Linked DNA regions of Mus musculus: region 2 is linked to region 1. A link is a contact called in public Hi-C data. All regions are on one chromosome and are shown on one strand. The core of a region is the stretch at or near the end of the contact, and the rest is flanking DNA. Distances in the headings are between cores, read along the strand shown.

Region 1 (5,562 bases), core at 1,396-3,895:
TCTAATCACATTGACAATGCCGATTAACTACTGCAATGGTATAGTCACCTTAAAGTCCAGAATAGTTTAAACGTATGTGATTTGAGGGAGCTGAGCCCATGTTGTGAGTCCTACTATGTGTTTAGTCCCTGACATTAAGTAACTGCCACTGCACTTATTAGCAATGTTGTGGTCATTTAATAGTGATGTAATTTCCCCAACTAAATCTAAGACTGGATTTTTTTTTAACTTTGGTTACCTGAAATCTATATAGTTTATTTTTACCTGCTTGACAAGATGATGAGCTCTTGAGGAGCTTTGTTTCTAACTAACATATCAAGATATTCCTATCTGTGCCCACAAGATATAGATCCCAATTTAGACATATGACATAATAATATAATCATGTAAAAATTCTCCAATCTACATTTTTGCTTATTCATCAGATCATATATCTTCATAATTTTTTCTCTGCAATTCAGCCCCTATTTTTTCTCATAAGCATGTAACAAACATTTTACTAAATGTTATCCTGAAGTCAGACAACAGTGTCAGGCACATATTTCTGCCTTTACATAGAACCAATTTCTCATGATAAACTCCCTTGATACTTGGCGGCATTACATTCTTTAGATAGATCTAATTAAGCAGAGCTTACTTAAGGATAGAAACACTTCCTGATAGGTTAGCTCAGAAATCATTTTTCATCCCCATTTGGGGGATGGGAAGTATAGCAACAAAGCAAGGTAAGTTTGACTTAGCTTTTGTTTATGTTATTAAAAAGACTCTGTTTCCTGATTTCAGTTTAAATATAAACAAGGCTACCGGAAACAACTGGGACACCATATTGGATTCCTCAGTGTGCAAGATGACCCAAAGCTTGTGCTATCAATGAATGTAGCCAAAATGCAGAGCGACAGGGAGTACAAGAAGGACTTTGAGAAGTGGAAAACCAAATACACCAGCCCTGTGGACATGCTGGGGGTGGTGTTGGCCAAGAAGTGCCAGGCCTTGGTCAGTGATGCTGACTACAGGAACTACCTACACCAGTGGACGTGCCTACCTGACCAGAATGACGTCATCCAAGCTAAAAAGGTCTATGAGCTACAAAGTGAGGTCAGTGTCTATCAAATTTGATTACTTAAAATCACTCCACATATTAATAGCCATTTATGTGAGGTAAAAAACAGATTGGAAAGAGAAATTACCTCGACCCCCTCAAACACCTGTCTGTAACTAGCATCTCCTAGTCATGGTGAAGGGGAAGATGGGTTTTTGATGGCTTGTTTTGTCCTTTCCTAGAATATGTATAAGTCTGACCTAGAGTGGCTGAGAGGCATAGGATGGAGTCCCCTGGGTTCTTTGGAAGCAGAAAAGAACAAGCGGGCTTCAGAAATCATCAGTGAGAAGAAATACCGCCAACCTCCAGACAGAAATAAGTTCACCAGCATCCCTGACGCCATGGACATAGTTCTGGCTAAAACAAATGCCAAAAACAGGAGTGACGTGAGTATTTCTTTAGCAATATATTGACAGAGCATGGAAAATATTATAAAGAAACAAGTTTGGGGTGTTGTTGTTTGTTTTGTTGTTTTGTTTTAACCACAGAGTCATGTCTCCCTTAAAGGATATATTTTCTAAAGATATTTGCCTAGCACGCACAAGATTCAATTCTCAGTACCACTACATATATATATATATATATATATATATATATATATATATATATATATATATATATATATACACACATACATACATACATACATACATACATACATATATACATATATATATATATATGCAAGAAACTTTAAATTGATAACTGCATAGAAATATATATGCACTGTAGCTGACTTCAGATGCACCAGAAGGGGGCGTCAGATCTCATTACGGTTGGTTGTGAGCCACCATGTGGTTGCTGGAATTTGAACTCAGGACCTTCGGAAGAGTAGTCAGTGCTCTTACCCACTGAGCCATCTCACCAGCCCTGCATAGGTCTTAGGAGGCGCTTTGTACATGGTGCTCCATGTGTCCTTCATTTTCAATGCATACCTTAGTTCTTACCTGATACACGAGGCTGTGTTTCATAGCAGAGCTGTAGCTCTTCTCCAGGTAAGGAAACACTCACAGACAACAGTTTTGTTTTCCAAAAGCTGAAGCAAATACAAGCCTGCCAGTCTCTTTCTGCCTCAATCTCCAGTTCTCTCTTTGCCTTTGTGATATGCTTTGAATACAAAGGGTGGCAGACCAAGCGAGCACATTTTGGGGTTCTGAACATGGCTTCTTTCTTAGAATTTTAATGAAGGTGTGGGGGAAGCTCTGAATGGGGAAGTTAAGCAAGGGAAGGACTAGACCATAAAGCTGACCAACCCGTGTCCTAGTTGCATGGGTGCTGAATAGCAATCCTGTTAGGGCTTTGCACACCCAGGCAGAAGCTAGGGTGTTTGAGTCTCTTCTTTTGGATATGCTAAACTAAATAATATTAGCATTCATTGTGCATTCTGCGGGATCAAGGTAGAATATAATATTGAGGAAATTTCTCTACCAGGACACTCTTGTACCCTAGAAGAAATTTGACAATATCTAGGAAGTTTTCCCCTTGGCTGGTCCTGACTTGGAGGTGGTGTGCTACTGGCCTCTAGTGGATAGAAACCAGGCATGGCTACTGAAAAATTCCCAATGACACAAGACTGTGTCCTACAATCAAGAGCCACCCAGAGTGTAACACCAATGATTATGAGGCCAAAAGGCACTGGCGTTCCTACCAGAAAGATTAGGAAAGAACTTGAGTAAACATAGATTAATATTAATGTGTCTTGTTTCAGTTTGATCCTGAAGGCCTAATTAACTTCTCTGAGCCATTTGCATGATAGAAAGCATATTCATACAGAAGAGAAGTACAAAATCTAAGGAATTAATGAATCCTTAAAATGTTTATACTGGAGGGCTGGTGAGATGGATCAGTGGATAAAGGCGCCCGCTACCAAGCCTGAGCTCTTGCATGTGATAGTTGCTGTCTTGCCTACACATGCAAGCCATGGCACCTGAACCCTATATGCACACACACACACAAGTACACACACATAAATGCACACACACACATACACACACACAAGTACACACACACAAATACACACACACAAGTATACACATACAAACACACACACACAAGTACACACACACAAATATACACACAAGTACACACACACAAATACACACATATACACACACACTAAATCAATTTTAAGTAACAAAAACTTATTCAGTTTTACTACTAATACCCTTTGTAGTAAAAGAAAAATGTTCCCCCTGGTTGACAATGCAACTGGGAGTCCCACCTTGCATTTATTCTTACTCTAGCTTATTTCCTCTCTGTCTCCTAAGTCTTTGACAGTTGTGACAGGTGCAGCTTCTCCTTCACCTTGGGCTTTCCAAGGCATCCTTAGGATGATTCAGATTGGGTCTTTTCACGAGGAAACTACACGCTGTGTCCTGCTCAGCCCTCACGGCAGGAGAGCCCAGGATATCAAGTTGTCCTGTTGCTGATCATTTGAACTTTTATCACTTGCTTAAAGTGATAGTGCCAGATTCTTCTACTGTTAAGTTTTATCCCTTGGAGAAACATGTAAAGACCAAGTCTCACTATGTATTGCTGGGTGACCAGGAACTCTCTATGTATACGTAGACCGGCTTGCCCTCAACCCCACAGAGATGCCTGCCCCTGCCTCTCAAGTGCTGGGATTAAAGACCTGCATTACCACATTTGGCAACATATCACTACATGGACCAGAAGTGGCATTCAAAACTTTTAATTGAGTTTTTGTTTATAAATTTGATACTGTATAAATATTCTGTTCTTCAAACTTTCACTTTTATTTAATTACCAAGATTTTAAAATTTGGTTTCCCATGATCTTCTATGGAAGACAGACATGAAAATGGTTTTTAACACATCCAAAAGATTTTGATAAAATTTAAACTGTTCTTTTGGAGAAATCCCAACATTATCGTCAATTTACTTATCCTCCAAAATAATTGTATAATCTTAAATAGTAAACCAAATGAGAACTAAGATTCCCTAATTCCTAGGCATAATTTAAATAGGTCATCTTTTGATAAGACAGTTAAACACTAAGGGGGATTTTAATGGCCAAAAAAAAAATTGTTGATACAACTTGATAGTATCAACAAAGGTTTTATTTCATGTGTTGATTTCCGTAGACAATAGTATCAGTAACTTCAAAAAGGTAAGCCATAATCTGTATTTGAAAGGTAGTTGCATTTCAGATAAGAAAATTATGTCTCCTTTTATATTGCCGTCTTGCTATAATGCCATCTGGAGCCAACTGTTGTATTTGAACCTGACAATACCACTGATAAAATTATTGTTTCTCATTTTAGAGACTTTATAGAGAAGCTTGGGACAAGGACAAGACTCAGATCCACATCATGCCTGACACTCCTGACATCATTCTGGCTAAAGCAAACTTAATCAATACAAGTGATGTGAGTTTACAAACTCAGTGTGCCTTTTCAGAAAGCTCAGCTAATCACTTCTAAGTCAGTGAAGTTGTTTAAAAAATCTTTTGAATTCCAAATCATTTTAATTAGCAGACAATGAGTGACTGATTCCCTATTTGGTGGGGATTTTGTACGTCCAGTGTTGGCACTCCCTATCTCAAGCAGCATTAGAGCACAGATCTCCCTATATTTATATTTCCTTATTATGTGTATTATCATAAGGAAATGTTTACAGCATTCTTGCTCTTTCTTGTATGGGAAGATTCAATTTTTACTGGATTTTTATTGCTTACAATGTTTTGTGCTTCACAAGTAGATTCTAGGTAAAGTTTTGAACAAGTAAACAAACAATCAATGGAAGGATATTTTCATTTTTACCAGATTACTCTGCTGGCAAATGTTAACCTTTCATATGTATGGATATAAAAATTTAAACATTCAAACATAAATTCTGAGCCCTAATAGAGTGGTTTTAATGTTAAAGAATATGCGGCGGTAATACTACAAAGACTAAAATATGAACAGAAGTCTAACAACAGTAGACAATGGATTTCTGGGTAAAAATACGTTTGAATATATTATGAATTATTCAGTTACATCACAATCTGAATGAGCAAATTATAGTCAGAAGTTTTAAAATTCAGTAAAGTATTTTTTTAATCATGAAGGACCACCATCTTGCCAGAGGACAGAGTTCCTTTCAGTGGCCTCATGGGATGAGTTAGATACTGACTCATGATGCACTAGCCACATAGAAGGGATAGCCACTCACTATTATTTTTAATAAGAGGAATTCATAAGAAAAATAAGACTGAAATGCTTTCTCTATAGCAACTTCTAATGGAACACAACATTATCTGGAAAATACCACCAAAATGATAATTCATGTCTCTATCAGTTAACTTCGGTTGCATTTTCTAAAGTACTTGAGAATTTTGTGTGTTTGGTAATCAGAGAGCTGTAAAAATGTAAAACAGGATCATTAGCAATTCATAGACATAATATCCAATCACATAGGAGTGGTCTAGAGTATGGAGATTATTTTCACAAACTCTTGAAG
Region 2 (5,562 bases), core at 1,717-4,216, 410 kb before region 1:
AGACAGCTGTGAGCTGCCATTCCGGTGTTGGGAATTGGACTCAGGACCTCTGGAAGAGCAGCCAGTGCTCTTAACCGCTGAGCCACCTTTAATTTTGATGAAGTCCAGTGTTTTTTTTTTTTTTTCTGTCACGTGCTTTGATGTGTTTAAGAATCCATCCCCAAATCCAAGATCAGGAAGATTTACTGCTCTGTTTTAATGTTTTTACATTTTTAGCTCTTTCGTTTATATTTCTGATCCATCTTGGGTTGGTTCTTTTTTTTTTTTTTTTTTTTTTTTTTACTGTGAGCAATTCGAATCCAACTTCATGGTGCTAGGGAACAATGACATATTCTCTCTGACTGTCTTAGTTGATATTCTATGGCTGTGAGGAGGCCTACTTATTAAAACTTATAAAATAGTTAACTTTAAAAAAGGCAACTTATAAAATACAGCACTTAGAGGCTTGCTTGCATTTTCAGAGGGTTAGTCCATGCTGGTGTGGATCATGGTGGCATGCATGGGTGATGGAGCAGAAGCCAAGAACTCACATCTGATCGAAAAGTTGCAGACAGAACAAGAACAAGAGTTGACCTTTTCAGTGACACTCTTCCTCCAACAGAAGCCACCCCTCCTAATCCTCCCCAAACGTTCCCACTAAGAAGGAACCAAAATTCAAATATATGAGCCTATAGGAGCCAGTCTCACCTAAACCACCACAGTGGTATCATTTCAGAAGAGATTAGCTTGCCTCTTCATGAGCCAAAAACAAGCTCCATCAGGACCCCTGCACTCTCAATGACTGTGAGCAACATAAAGTTTCCATCACATGAATGGGGCTGTCAGAAGGCAGCCTGTACTACCCTCCCATGCTCACTCAGAACTTAGTTTTAGCAACAGATAGCTAAAGGAGAATTGCAGTATCTTTCCCAGGAAAGTACCCACACACCCACACACCCACACCCACACACACTTAAGAAGAGGGGGAGTCTTGTGTTTCTGACTTTACCTGTGTGGGGTGGAGTTTCCCTCTCTGATCAGAAAGGTAGGAGGGTTCGGGAGCTTGGCTGGAATGCCACAGACTCACACTTTTCTCGCTGGAGTTCTGTAGATTTTCTCAGACATCTTTCGCCTCATGGTGTGCCTGTTAGGCCCATCGCTGGAGGTGTATTCGTAATCCGCACAGCTCTTGTCGAGAGGCAGATGCGCAGAGCCATTCATGCTGTCTTCCTGGTGTGGATTCTGTTCTGATTATTCAGTCAGTGAAACTGGGCGATGAGAAGCCAGAGCCTCCGCAACCATTTAGTCTGTGTGTATTGATGAAGTGTCAACTAAGAAAAAGGTTCCTAGAACAGAATGAGATGACAGCAACTAATGGGGGTGCTGGTGGAGAGGGGTGTCTACATTAGAGATGGCTCCTTACCCATTAACTTCCTAGGGGCTTCCACTACACATAAACTACACAGATACCGAGCTATTTTGGAAACTGGATTTTCACAAAAGCAAGACTTAATATATACTAAGATATCCTGTGCCAAATATCTAGAGAATAAATGCTCCAGTTTTTCAGGCACAGGACAATCCAGGACCACAAGGGTCAGGGAGGATTTCTGTGGAGGAAGAGTGAGCTGAGCAGGGTTGCAGAACTCTGGGTGGTGTCTAGATAGTGTGGAGGGCAGATGCCAAGGACATACTTCAGAGCTCTGATGCTGAAGTGGAGTGCAAGTCAGGGACGAGCAGTAAATGGGCCTGCCTGCTCTCTGGCTTTGCAAAGAGAAATCAATTTGGAGGGAGGAGTTTTGGAGTGTGGGTATGTCCAAAGCAAGCAGGAAGCCTAGTTTGCAGATCACAGACTTTGGGCTTTACCTCAGAAAACAGTAAATTGAGGAAAGTGGTTTTGGAGAAATGGCTTTGCCTGAGTGTAGATGGACTGTGCTTGGTGTGTGTGTGTGTGTGTGTGTGTGTGTGTGTGTGTGTGTGTGTGTTCGTGTGCGCGTGTGTGCATGTGTGCGTGTGCGTGTGTGTGTGTGTGTGTGTGTGTGTGTTTGTGCGCACAGGGAGCTTGGAGGCAAGACTAGTTTTAGGACCCAAGTTTAGATGAAGTGAAGATGTGGGTCTGTAAAGAAAGTGTGTAATGGATGGGAAAATAAACGTGACACTTGTTTTTATAAGTGAAACACTAGATTGCAGGGTGAGGGGGGCTGATTTAGTGGCTTTATGTCTACTTCTATTTTTACTATGCATCTCTGCGGCTGTAACTATAGTTAGGATTTATTTTCTTGAATTCACATATTTGCCCACCTCTTTTGATTACTTCAAATTTCTTCCTTCTAGGATCCTCTTGCTTTGAACTTGATCTCAAACACAGCATGTGTTTGCAGCCGGAAAAGCTAGGTTGAGTTTCTTCTCCTGGAAACAGCTATACCGAATTGGAGGCACGTGGCCAACTCCTGCTTTTTAGCAGGTTTGACGTGACCTTCAAAACTCCTTAGGACATGCTGGTCTCCGGTGGTGGGGCTGCATCTCCAGTCAGACTCTGACTGACAGGCTCTCCCACGCCTGCCTAGGTGTGTATAACTTGCATCTCTGAGAGTAGAGTTGCTCAAACAATAACAATAACAAACAAAAACAAAAAAACCACTAATAAAAAGCAAACACACACACACACACACCCTGTGCCTTACCATCCCTGTGTGGGATGATGAGGAAAGTCAAGGAAGGAGGAGTCAGTCCTGTCCTTTTCAAATTGGAGTTCTGGGACACACACACACACACACACACACACACACACACACACACACACACACACACACACACGCACGCACGTTCCGCTCTGCCCACTCCCTGCAACACTGCACCAGCTTCCCTCCCTAAGTCCTGATTCATGAACCGTGCCACCTTTGTCTCATTTTAAACTGTGCAGACTATTTTAATCCTCCCACCCCCAGCTCAGATTTTCCCCTCCCTCCATCCTCTGGAAAGCTGCGCTGTAAAGCGCTCGCGGGGTGGGAGAGCACTTCTCCCCGAGGCTCGGGAAGGCGACAACCGAGAAGCCCCCTCTCCTGGACCTCCAGGAGGGCGCGGGGGGGGGGAGGGAAGCGCTTCGGCCCCTTTAAGGTGCGGCGCTCGGCGAAGTGCGGGCAGGCGGCCCGCGAGCCGGCGCGGGGCCAGGAGCCGGGTAGGGAAGTCCTGCCTCCCCCTCCACCCGCACCGGCCCGCGCCCTCCGCCCACCGCGCTGCGAGGGCCATGCGGCGCCTCTGAACCATGTCGTCCTCGTACGGCAAGAACGGGGCGGCGGACGGGCCGCACTCCCCCAGCTCACAGGTACCGCCCCCTCCTCCACCCGCGCCGCCCCGCGCCCCGCCTTGGTGCCGCGAGTGCGGGGCGCTGGTCCTGAGCCGCCGCTCCCTCCTCCGCGCCTCCCGCCCGCCCGCCTGCCCGCTCCTCCCCCTCCTCCTCCCCTCCTCCTAGCCCTGCTCCGGGGCTCAGCGCTCCGGCTTCAGTGTCCGCAGCCTCCTGTCGCCGATGCCGGGGATTCAGACCCCGCACACGCGACGTTTTGTTAATGGATGTGGTGGGTGCTCGGGACCACCCAGCTCGGGGTGAGGGATGGGGGTGGGGGCGCTGGGAGGCGCCGGGGAGACTAGGGTTCGGGGCTCGGGGCGAGAGGGGGGGGGGTCCCCAGGGCGCGGTTCCCAAGGAGGACTCCAGCCCCGGGTGACCGCTCGGCTCAGCGCTGCGGTCCTCACTGGCTTCTTTGTGGCCCCGGTGTGTCGAGTTCAGGTGGCCCGAGGCACCACGACCCGGAGGAGCAGGTTGAAAAGATCGGATGGCAGCACCACTTCTACCAGCTTCATCCTCAGACAGGTAGGAGGTTCGGGCGCCCGGAGCCCGCACCCAGCGCGGTCCCTCGCCCCCGAGCGCGAGTCCGGTCTGCGCCGCTCGGGGCTCGGTCCTTGTCCCTCTGCTTCATGCTGCCCTGTCCTGGGGTCCAGCCGCCCCTACCTCTGCTTCCAACTCCATCCCTCTGCTGGTACCCTGGCTACCTAGTGTTGGCATCCCTACATCTCTCTGTCGCTCCGAGAAGTTAGTTTGTATTTTGTGTACTTGCGTTGGAGAGGAAAAGGGACATTGGCCGGGGACACTGAATTTAAGAGCTAGAAAGTATTCCTGGCCCACCTTCGTTGCACAGAGGGACCTTGAGAGACCTGATTTGATGCGCTGTGAGAGTTTGAGGGTTTCTCCAATCTTTGTCCTATTTTTGAATACTTTGCACATTTTTGAGCGAGTTCTCTGAGTTCTGGCCAAAAGAAAGACACTTAGAAAAGTTTAGTCTCATCTTGGCACTGCTTCATCGATTTCGCGTAATCACGGACTGACAGGGACAGCGGTCTAGTGAGACCTAAATAAGACAGCGCGGGCGCAGTTCCCAGGGTCTGGCTGAACCTCGCGCTGGCTTTCCCGTGTTTTCCTCGTGGCCAGAGGCAAGTAGTTCGAACCGCAGGTCGCTAGCAATGCTCAGTTCTCTGGTGTCTGTCACTTTGAGGAAGGAAATCGACCCTCTGATTTTGCACTACCCAGTGCTGCCAATAAAACCTCCGGAGCCGCAGGATGCCGGAGAAGGAATGCACAAGTGGCTCACCTTGATCTTTCTCTGGAGTGTGTTTTTCCCAGGTGACTTAGGCAGACTTTGGTCACTGCCCCAAGACGCTTTTATCCCAGGTTCTGCCCTGGACTGCTGGAGCGACCTTGAGAAATACTTTTCTCTCTAGGTCACCCAGAACGTGGTGTCCTGAGATTCTAACTTACTATGGCAGCCGCGGTGGTTTTTTTTTTTTTTTTTTTTTTTTGATAATTAGTTTAAACATATTTTCAAAGTAGAACATGATTTAGACTCAAAATTGGACTCTGACAGCGCTTAAAAGGTCTATAAAGCATATTTGGGTAATATTTCTACGAACATTTGTACTTTCTGCAGAAACAGAAATTATGGCTATCATTCTGTAACTCAGTGTGGTGTGCTCCAGGCATGAACAGTATTTAAACACATTTGATTCTGCATTCATTTTGAAAGAACATTGTACCCTCTTTGCAGAGCTAGGGTTATTTGTGAATTTGATTAGGGGAAGCCACTGCTCAGCTTAAAATATTTTTTGAGTTATGCAACCCTGAGTTCTTTATGTTTATTTTGTAGATGCTTATTTTTGGTAGTGCTTTCTTATTGCAGATTCTTGGAACTACTAATTATACAGTAGTGTGTTCTGTGAGATTTTTGACTAATACTTTTGAATTCACTGCACTACTTTACACTCTGAGCCCAAACAAAACAATATCCTTTCTGATATTTTCCCCAATTTCCTAGTCATTCAATGATTGAAACTACACACACACACACACAAAATGTTGTAGAGTGGGCCGCTGTGTGTAGGCTTAATGGAAAAAAAATATTGCAAAGGTAATTTTAGGAGTTACTTGAACGAGTATGAAGGTTTTGAGAATAAATATAGTTCCTAAATATTTTTGAAAGTGGACATACTGATTTCATAAAATGGTCCAAATTCAGGAATTAATTGTAACAAACA

Evidence for each region. Hi-C and Micro-C count contacts between places; a contact is called where the count stands out from the background.
Region 2: a contact with region 1 is called in a Hi-C map of cerebellar granule neurons, with 1.9 times the contacts expected there. The contact joins the promoter of Cacnb4 here to the enhancer-like site in region 1. A contact is called at or near these places in 1 of 484 Hi-C or Micro-C datasets (cerebellar granule neurons), 2 of 115 datasets of contacts at active chromatin or transcription factors (embryonic stem cells and stem cell-derived neural progenitor cells) and 1 of 9 other capture datasets (embryonic stem cells).

The regions. Positions count from the first base shown.
Region 1 is chr2:52,259,419-52,264,980 of GRCm38.p6, reverse strand. It overlaps Neb (nebulin), which reads left to right. Exons shown (of 157, transcript NM_010889.1): 53 at 784-1,095; 54 at 1,282-1,485; 55 at 4,383-4,487. Among named protein-coding and RNA genes, the nearest start is that of 4930573O16Rik, 29 kb to the left of the region's middle. Within about 2 kb of position 2,645, at least 2 of the 459 cell types and tissues checked have an H3K27ac peak or open chromatin away from gene starts, as enhancers often do. A contact at or near this core is called in cerebellar granule neurons, where this site is marked.
Region 2 is chr2:52,674,013-52,679,574 of GRCm38.p6, reverse strand. It overlaps Cacnb4 (calcium channel, voltage-dependent, beta 4 subunit), which reads left to right and starts at 2,966. Exons shown (of 14, transcript NM_001037099.2): 1 at 2,966-3,304; 2 at 3,764-3,847. The coding sequence starts at 3,245. Gm46740 (a long non-coding RNA gene) reads right to left here and starts at 2,794. Exons shown (of 2, transcript XR_001783304.2): 1 at 2,281-2,794; 2 at 237-1,325.